Regions from separate parts of the Sus scrofa genome. Here region 1 is linked to region 2. The links are chromatin contacts, called in public promoter capture Hi-C maps. All regions are on one chromosome and are shown on one strand. The core of a region is the stretch at or near the end of the contact, and the rest is flanking DNA. Distances in the headings are between cores, read along the strand shown.

Region 1 (4,638 bases), core at 9-2,508, 690 kb before region 2:
GCATCTTCCTGCAGAAAATCTAGGGAAGAGAGTTCCTGCTGTGGTACAGCAAGCTAAGGATCTGGTGCTGTCTCTGCGGCAGGGCAGGTTCCATCCCTGGCCCTGTACATTGGGTTAAAGATCCGGCATTGCGAAGCTGTGCCCTAAGCCCTTCTGTATACCACGAATGCGGGGTGGCGGGGGCGGGGGGGGGGAGGAAGAAAGAAAGAAGAAAGAGAGAAAGAAAGAGAGAGAGAGAATGAAAGAAAGAAAGAGAAAGAGAGAGAAAGAAGAGAGAAAGAAAGAAAGGAAAGAAAGAAAGAGAGAGAGAGAGAGAGAGAGAGAGAGAGAGAGAGAGAGAGAGAGAGAGAGAGAGAAAGAAAGATAGATCTAGGGATGAAGTTAGCCACAGCAGACTCCCCAGCAGGTGGCTGTAGAGAGTGAGGATTTTCTCACCCTACTGTATGCATTCATTTGGGATATCTTAAGTACCAGGCTCTCCGCTAAGAAACTGACATGTATCATGTATTTTTTTCCGTTAATCCCTTTCATTCTATGAAACATAGTATTATCGACTCCACTCTACAGATGACCTATTTACATAACCTATTTAGCAGTTTACAAAAATTGCCCCAAAAAACAGCTGGTGGGAATGCAGCCAGGAAACCAGGCAGCTGTCTCTTGGTCCTTGATTTCCACCCCCGGGAATGGGGTTAGCCCCCAACGTTCCGTTCTTATGGGTCTATGTCGCGCCTCAGTGGAAGACCTGGAGAGGAACGACGGCTCCCTGGACCGGCCCTACTACATGTCCAAAGCCCTTCTGAAGATTCTGGGCAAGAAGAACGAGGTGCCCTCGGGAGACAAGAAGAGGAAGAAGTGAGAGACGTAGCCCTGATCCAAAACAGCACCCCGCCTGTACAGCCTCCCAGCCTCATTCCCGCCTTCCAGATGTCGATTTTGTAGTAAAAAGATTAAAAGATTGATATTGTGTTTTCTCAAAAACTCTGGGACTTTTATTTCCTCCAAGACCACACGCTGCCCTCCCCCGCCCACCTGGCTCTTTAAAAGGGGCCCTGCCCCTGTGACGCCCCTACACCCCCACCAGTATCACGGCCAATCAAAAGGCATCTGTGGAGTTATGCCCGCCCCCTTCTTCAATCAAACCAATAGTCTTCCCGTTCGGGTCACGCGCTCCGGGACTTCAAAGAAGGCCCATTGGACAACGTAGAGAGGAGGTGCTGAAGGGTCACGTGAGGAGTTACGCGAGGGCCAATTAAAGTCGCGGTAGCTCGGCTGGGGGCCCTGACTTGCTGTGGATTTGAGGGTGACATCTGAGCATTTAAAGGGCTGGGGTCAACTGAGCGACTCAAGCCCGCGTCTAATCGTGGAGCCAGGGTCGCGGCCGCCGCGGGGGAGAGATGACTGCGGAGCGACCCGGCGCAGTGCCCCTGGGCAGACCCGGGAGACCGCCTATGCTGGGATTAGGGGAAGCCTATAGGGCCCAGGTATTTGCCTCGATCTTCCTGCTGCTGTTGTCTCCGGCAGGAGTCGGAGCCAGGGCAAAGAACGACTTCAGTCTGGTGAGTTAACCCTCGCATGGCCCCATCCCCAACCACGCAGGCGGTCGGTCTGTGTCAGGTTGTACGCCCGGGACGCAGGCTGCTAAGCCCCCTCTCCTTTCCCAATCCCTGCCCCTCTCTGGGTTCCTCGTCCTCTTTCCTTCTGAGGCTCCTCATTCGAGCTCCTTCCCCTTTTGAGGTTTCCCTATCCCAGAGGGCTTCTTCTCCCCTCGTAGTCCCTTACGCTGCCTAGAGACTCCAGCTTCGCTACAAACTCTCCTCAGGGTTCCCCTTCCTTGTTCTGGGAAACCTGCTCCCACTTGGGGTCCCTACCACCCTACCTTTCCCAGGGGAACCTGCGTCTGAGTTGCTATTCATTCACCCTAAAGCCCAAGTCACATTTGTTCAGTTCACCGGAACTCCTCCCTTCACAGGTGCACCCGCTGGTGACCATGGAGCAACTGCTGTGGGTGAGCGGAAAACAGATCGGTTCTGTGGACACCTTCCGCATCCCACTCATCACCACCACTCCTCGAGGCACCCTCCTTGCCTTCGCTGAGGCCAGGAAAATGTCAGCATCGGATAAAGGCGCTAAATTCATTGCTCTGCGGAGATCCATGGACCAGGGTAAAACTATGCCTGGGAGTTCCCACCACCGCTTAGCAGTAATGAACCCGACTAGTAACCATGAGGATGTGGGTTCAGTCCCTGGCCTTGCTCAGTGGGTTCAAGGATCTGACGGTGCTGTGATCTGTGGTGTTGGTTGCAAACCTGGCTTGGATCCCTCATTGCTGTGGCAAAGGCCGGTGGGTGCAGCTCCAATTTGACACCTAGCCTGGCAACTTCCATATGCCGCACGCAGGGGCAGCCCTAAAAAAAAAAAAAAAAGCCTGTGTGGCAAGATGTTGAATGGGTGGGGAGCCTGATTTTCCGTAGAGCCCTGGAGCTGCTGGGTCCCTGAAGACTAGAGGCAACCTAAGAAGGGAAGGTGTCCAGGGCAGTAATGCAGACATTGGGATCTCCAAGGAGTTGAACATTCATCCAAATGTTTATTGAGCACTTACTATATACCTGGCAGTGTTCTAAGTTCTGTGACTACAGTTATGAACAAAACAGAGCAAAAATCCTCGCCTTTGCAGGGCTTATATTCTATTGGGAGGAGGCAGACAATAAGCATAATAAGTAATATATTTGTGTTGGAAGGTGATTAAGTGTAATGGAGAAAAATAAAAATAAAACAGGGCAAGAGGTATGGAGAGGGTCAAGAGTTTGACTGCAATTTTCAAAAAAGGACATTTGAGCAAAGACTTAAAGGAGGTAAATGAGCCTGAGGAAAAAATGCCCCAGGCAGGTGTAACAAGATAAGGCAAAGGAAAGTATTTGAGAAATGGGAAGGAGTTTGTGCGGCTGGAGGAAGTGAGCAAGGGTAGAACAGATACAGTCAGAGAGAGAAGGAGGGTCAGGACTCGTAGGCCCTCTGGACCATCATGAGACCTTGGATCCCTAGCAGGGGGTGGAAATTTCAGGGAGTAGTGGAAAGAGCCCCTCCAGCTTGTTCACCCTGCGTTTCTTCCCTTTTTCCTTTAGGCAGCACATGGTCTCCGACAGCTTTCATTGTGGATGATGGGGAGACCCCAGATGGTCTGAACTTGGGGGCAGTGGTGAGCGATACAACGACAGGCGTGGTCTTCCTTTTCTACTCCCTCTGTGCTCACAAGGCTGGCTGCCGGGTGGCCTCCACCATGTTGGTGTGGAGCAAGGATGATGGTATTTCCTGGAGCTCGCCCCGAAACCTGTCCTTGGATATAGGCACTGAGATGTTTGCCCCCGGACCTGGATCTGGCATTCAGGTGTCTGTCCTGAGTGGGTGGAGGGAGCTGCCTTGTAGAGAGTCTGCCCCACAAGGGACTCCTTTGCAAAGAGAAGGGCCTGTGAGGTCAGCTTTTCTGTCTTAGGTGGGATTCCTTGGAAGAAAGGGACATCCTGGGAGGAACACCCTTCCAAAGGAAAGTGGAAATTTTTTTTTTTTTTTTTTTTTTGTCCTTTTGCCATTTCTTTGGACCGATCCCGCGGCATATGGAGGTTCCCAGGCTAGGGGTCCAATCCGAACTGTAGACACTGGCCTACGCCAGAGCCACAGCAACGCGGGATCCGAGCTACATCTGCAACCTATACCACAGCTCATGGCAACGCCGGATTGTTAACCCACTGAGCAAGGGCAGGGACCGAACCCACAACCTCATGGTTCCCAGTCGGATTCGTTAACCACTGCGCCATAATGGGAACTCCCAGAAGGTGGGATTTTGCCATTGGCTTCCTATTTGGGGATTGTCAATCCATATGAAGATTAAGGGGAAAAAATATTATAAAATCCTGTGCAGATTTAAAAAAAGCCTTCCTTCCTTTGGGCAGACACAAGCCTGTGCCATGGTCTACAGCTTGGTCCAGGAGCAATGGTTGGGTTGAGGTGGGCCCCTGTGCACAACTCGTCCAGAGTACACGCTGGATCCTGAAGGAGTACATTCTGCAAAAGAGCTGCTTCTGCTGCTTCTCTTCCTCCTCCTCCTCCTTCTTTTTTTTTTTGTTTTGTTTTGTTTTGTTTTATTACTCAATGAATTTATTACATTTATAGTTGTACAATGATCATCACAATCCAATTTTATAGGGTTTCCATCCCACACCCCCAGCGCATCCCCCACCCCCCAACCTCCTCCTTTTTAATTTTATGGCTGCACCTGTAGCATACAGAAGTTCCTGGACCAGGGATGGAATCCATGCCACACCTATGACCTACGACAGGTCCTTAGCCCACTGCACCACAGTGGAAACTGCCCAAAGTTCCCAGGCTAGGGGTCAAAATCGGAGCTACAGCTGCTGGTGTACACCACAGCCACAGCAATGCAGGATCTGAGTTGCATCTGCGACCTACACCACAGCTCACAGCCAGGCCAGACCTTAACCCACTGAGCGAGGCCAGGGATTGAACCCCCAACCTCATGTTTACTAGTCGGATTCGTTTCCACTGCACCACCATGGGAACTCCCAGAGCTTCTTGATTCTGACAGTGGGTGTCTGTAACAGGGGGCCCTCAGCAAGCAAG
Region 2 (4,737 bases), core at 1,385-3,884:
GACTTGCCTCTTAATCCCCACAGACGTGTGAATGTGCATGTGTAACTGTGGTTCTTTTGTTGGGTCAATATTGTAGCAGAATGGCCAGACTTCCTTATTTAAGCCTTCCTGCCTCCCCAGAGATGGGGCTTGTGGCTGAACCATCTCAAACAGTCTGTGGGCACCTCTCCAGCTGCTACATGTCCCCACATGTGTCCACAGCCCGGGATTTCACCCGCCTCCACTCACAACTCACAACACACACTTGAGGCCTTCCTTGACCCTGGCCAACTCTCCACCCCCTCCCTTTGCTTAACCGTCGGAATTTCCAGCCGCCCGGCCAACCGCTCTCAGCCGCGGGTGGAGTTGAGTAAGGGCCCGCCCATGCTCGAGTACATAACTGGCGCGGCGGGGCTGTGGGGCCAGTCGTCCTTCTGTTCAGCTCGGCGCACAATGTGTCACTCTCGCAGCTCTCTCCCTACCATGACCATCCTGCGGGCCCCGACCCCGGCCCCCTCCACCAGCCCGGTGCCCCGGCGAGGCTCTGGTCCCGAGATATTCACCTTCGATCCTCTCCCGGAGCCCGCGGTGGCCCCCGCCGCGCGCCCCAGCGCCTCCCGCGGGCTCCGAAAGCGCAGCCGTCGGGTCCTCTACCCACGAGTGGTGAGTGTCGGCGAAGCGGACAGCCCGGGGGAAGAGCAGGGTAAACCACTGGATGCCGGGGCCCTGACCTAACCCCCTTTTGTCATCTCCCCTCAGGTCCGGCGCCAGCTGCCAGTCGAGGATCCGAACCCTGCCAAAAAGCTACTCTTTCTCCTGCTTACCATCGTCTTCTGTCAGATCCTGATGGCTGAAGAGGGTGTGTCGGCACCCCTGGCCCCTGAAGACACCCCCAGCGCCCCATCCCCCGCGCCCACCGCTGCGCCCCCAGTTCTTGAGCCCTTAATCTGACCTCGGAGCCCTCGGACTACGCTTTGGACCTCAGCACTTTTCTCCAGCAACACCCAGCCGCTTTCTAACCCTGACTGCCCACACCCCCAAAAGAATCTGAAAACACAAGGAAACACCGGGTGTACCTGGTGCGCAAGAGCGTATCCCAAACTGGGACTCCTGAGGCAACTCACACTCAGAACACTACAGCGGAGACGCCCGCCCTGGGAGCCTGGGAGAGACAGGCACCGACACGCTGGGGCTGGGCCGGATGGGGAGGAAGACTGTTGTTAATTTATTTCTCATTGCTCCTAATAATATTTATATGTATTTATGTATGTCCCCCTAGGTGATGGAGGGGGGCACCTAATATTTATTTTAACTTATGCTGCGGAGCGAGATGTGCTCCCTGCTGCAAGTGCAGATCTCTGGGTATTTATTGAGTTCTGTGGGATTGGTGGAGGCAAGCACCAGAACTGAGGGAGGGTGGGAGAGGGATGGAGAAAACTCGGGTCCGGGCTGGGAATCGAAGACGGTGGTGGGTCCTAGGTTTAGCGGGTGACACTTTAGGTCCTCCAGCATCTGAACTCTCGGCTCTACTATGTGAGGCTTCGGGGGACCGTGGAAATATTGTCCTTGGCCTTCGATCTCCTTGAAGTTGCCCCCAAGGGGTGGCTGCGGGGGTGAGTGGGCTGTCAGAGGGCGGCTGTGGGGTCGCCCAGTATGTTCTGTGAACACAAATAAACTTGATTTACTGTCAACAGTCATGTGAGTGTCTCTGCAAGCGGTGATGCCCACTCCTCATAGACTTCAGGCTCCAGGGCCGGGCGGGAGGAGCCACGACCACATCCCCAGAGGGCTCTCCTCCCGGGGGCCCTGGGCTCCCGCCCCGAGACTCGAGGCTCGGAACCCAGCATCCGGTGACCGGATGCTGTCGTTCGTTGCCCAGTCTGCGGTATTCCCAGTTAGTTTCTGCGGGGCAAATCCGAGATGAGTCAATCTCTCACCCCGGGGTGCGGGACACACGAAGGTCACGTCCCGCGCGCTGGGGCGGAGCGTGGGGAGGGGCGTGAGGCGGGGCTCCCAGTCCCACTCGTGGCTCGCTCGGCCGCAGGGGTGGGCGGGGAACTTGCGAGCTGCGGGCCGGAGCAGGGCCTGCCGGGAAAGGGGCGGGCCGAGCGCCGGGGGCGGGTGGGGTGCTGCGGGGGGCGGGGTCGTGTCTGCCGCAGCAACAGGGTGTGGCCGGGTAGGGGGCGCGGGCGCCAAGCCAGATCCCGCTTCTTGAAAGGCCTTGCGCGAGCTTCCCCTGCTTCGCGCACGGGTCCCTTGCGCGCCCCCGCCCTGCCAGGGACCCCTGCCCGGCCGCCGCCTGCGTCCAGGAAGGTAGTTGGGGGAGGGGAGATGGAGTCGGGCTGCGGAGGAGCGGGGAGGGTGGTGCAAGGGTCTGGGGGCCTTTAGGGGCTGGGAGAAGGGAGAAACAGTCATTTCTGAAGGTGGGGCAGGGACAGCAAGGGGCAGGGAGCAGGCAGTCGCTGGGGATCTGCGAAATTGCACAGGGAAAAAGCCTTAGCGGATCCATGGGTGAGGAAGCGACTGGGCCGCTGCGGCCACAGACTGGGCGGGACTGCCAGGGAAAAGGAAGAGGTTTACTCCTGTGTACTCCACGGCGCCCCTTCCGATCTGCAAAGGCTTTCTATCCCCCTCCTCCAGCTCCACCTTGAGCCATGTTTTTCACCTGTGGCCCAAACGAGGCCATGGTGGTCTCTGGTAAGTATTGTTCTCATCTCATCTAGTGACCCGCACCCCCCTCCGTCCCTGCAGAGGCCCCTTCCTCCTCTCCCTACCAGCTCCCCAGCGCCAAGCCTTCCGCCCACACCACCCCTCACGGCTGCAAGCGATACCCTTCCAAGGCCCAGGCTCCCCGCCCCCTGCCCCGCCCGCTCCCGGATTTCCTCGTGGGGATGCCCCCCCGCCCTTGCCCAGTTCTCTCTTCCACGTTCCAGCTCTACTTTGGCCACCAGCCACCACAGCCCACTGCCTCTCGACCTTCCAGGTTTCTGCCGGAGCCCCCCAGTCATGGTGGCTGGAGGTCGTGTCTTTGTCCTGCCCTGCATCCAGCAAATCCAGAGGTAGGTGAGAGGAGAACTAAGGAAAGGGAACCCTTGTCTTCTCTCTTTCCTCCTTTTCACACTGTTCACTCCTTCTTTTTCCCTAGGATCTCTCTCAACACATTGACTCTCAATGTCAAGAGTGAAAAGGTTTACACTCGCCATGGGGTCCCCATCTCAGTCACTGGCATTGCCCAGGTGAGGCTTTCAGAGCCTTTCCCTCAAAGCCTACTCCCCTGTCACTTTCTCTATCCCCAGACGTTAAGATTCTTCTGACCGTGGCTTTCCCAACCTCTGCAGATGAGAAATGTCTCCACTTCTCCAGTGACTCCCAAGGCACCTGACTTCTCCCCACTTTTCTCCCAGCTTCCCCCTGGCTTCATGAGACCTTTAGGTTATCCCTAACCGTATTTTGGCTACAGGTGAAAATCCAGGGCCAGAACAAGGAGATGTTGGCGGCTGCCTGCCAGATGTTCCTGGGGAAGACGGAGGCTGAGATTGCCCACATCGCACTGGAGACGCTGGAGGGCCACCAGAGGGCTATCATGGCCCACATGACTGTGGAGGTGGGCCTGAGGGCCCGGAAAGATCTGTAAAGGATGCTGGGGTGGGAGTGGGGGGTTAAGGACTGAGCTAACCTGTAGGAGACAGTGGCCAGGGGATCCGAGCACTTACGTTCCTCCTTCCCTCTCTCGTGTCTTTTTTGTTTGTTTTTGCTTTTTAGGGCTTCGTAAGGAAGTTCCCGGGCTAGGGGTGGAATCAGAGCTACCACTGCCGGCCTACACCACAGCCACAGCAATGCTGGGTGCTTAACCCACTGAGTGAGGCCAGGGATCAAGGCCTAATTTTCATGGATACTAGTCGGTCTCATTACCCCTGAGCCACAACAGAACATCCACCTCTCTTCCTGTTATCCTAGGAAATCTATAAGGACAGGCAGAAATTCTCTGAGCAAGTTTTCAAAGTGGCCTCCTCAGACCTGGTCAACATGGGCATCAGCGTGGTCAGCTACACCCTGAAGGACATTCACGATGATCAGGTAAACCCAGGCAGTGGCTCCTCTCCACAGCCCTGCCCCCATCTCCTAAACCCTCCCAAGGACTCTGATTTCTCCATTGCTCCCACAGGACTATTTGCACTCCTTGGGGAAGGCCCGAACAGCTCAAGTCCAAAAAGATGCTCGGATTGGGGAAGCAGAGGCCAAGAGAGATGCTGGGATCCGGGTGAGAGAGACGGGGTCACTTGGTCACTACGGGCTTATTGAGTATCTGGTGGGAGAGGGGGCAGCATGGAGGCTAGAAGAGTGGGGGCAGCGAGGATATAGATGAGGCCAGGTGTGGGGCAAAGATGGGGAGCTTGTTGGAGAGCAGACTCTCTCCCCGGGGCCTTCCTCTTCCTACTCTGACTCCCTTCCTGATCTCTGCATGGACAGGAGGCCAAAGCCAAGCAGGAAAAGGTGTCTGCTCAATACCTGAGTGAGATCGAGATGGCCAAGGCGCAGAGGGACTACGAGCTGAAGAAGGCTGCCTATGACATCGAGGTCAACACCCGGCGAGCGCAGGCTGACCTGGCCTATCAGCTTCAGGTCAGAGCCACCATGCTGGCCCAATGGCCGGCTGGACTTCACCCCCAACCCGTTCTTCTCAGGCCGCCACTCTTTCTCATATTCTAACTCCAGTTCCCTTATTCTGGCCCTCCACTTCTGACCCAGCTCCTCCAT

The links. Promoter capture Hi-C pulls out the DNA fragments that hold promoters and counts their contacts.
Region 1: a promoter capture Hi-C map of liver shows a contact between it and region 2, with 4 times the contacts expected there. The contact joins the promoter of NEU1 here to the promoter of FLOT1 in region 2. A contact is called at or near these places in 1 of 5 promoter capture datasets (liver) and 1 of 47 Hi-C or Micro-C datasets (heart right ventricle).

Annotation. Positions count from the first base shown.
Region 1 is chr7:23,955,279-23,959,916 of Sscrofa11.1, reverse strand. It overlaps NEU1 (neuraminidase 1), which reads left to right and starts at 1,258. Exons shown (of 6, transcript NM_001101822.1): 1 at 1,258-1,559; 2 at 1,973-2,165; 3 at 3,126-3,388. The coding sequence starts at 1,398. SLC44A4 (solute carrier family 44 member 4) reads left to right here. Exons shown (of 21, transcript NM_001101818.1): 21 at 738-982. The coding sequence ends at 859.
Region 2 is chr7:23,262,495-23,267,231 of Sscrofa11.1, reverse strand. It overlaps FLOT1 (flotillin 1), which reads left to right and starts at 2,634. Exons shown (of 12, transcript NM_001128483.1): 1 at 2,634-2,676; 2 at 2,963-3,038; 3 at 3,125-3,215; 4 at 3,440-3,583; 5 at 3,937-4,056; 6 at 4,145-4,240; 7 at 4,450-4,602. The coding sequence starts at 2,634. It overlaps IER3 (radiation-inducible immediate-early gene IEX-1), which reads left to right and starts at 327. Exons shown (of 2, transcript XM_001927551.4): 1 at 327-642; 2 at 739-1,672. The coding sequence starts at 364. The coding sequence ends at 930.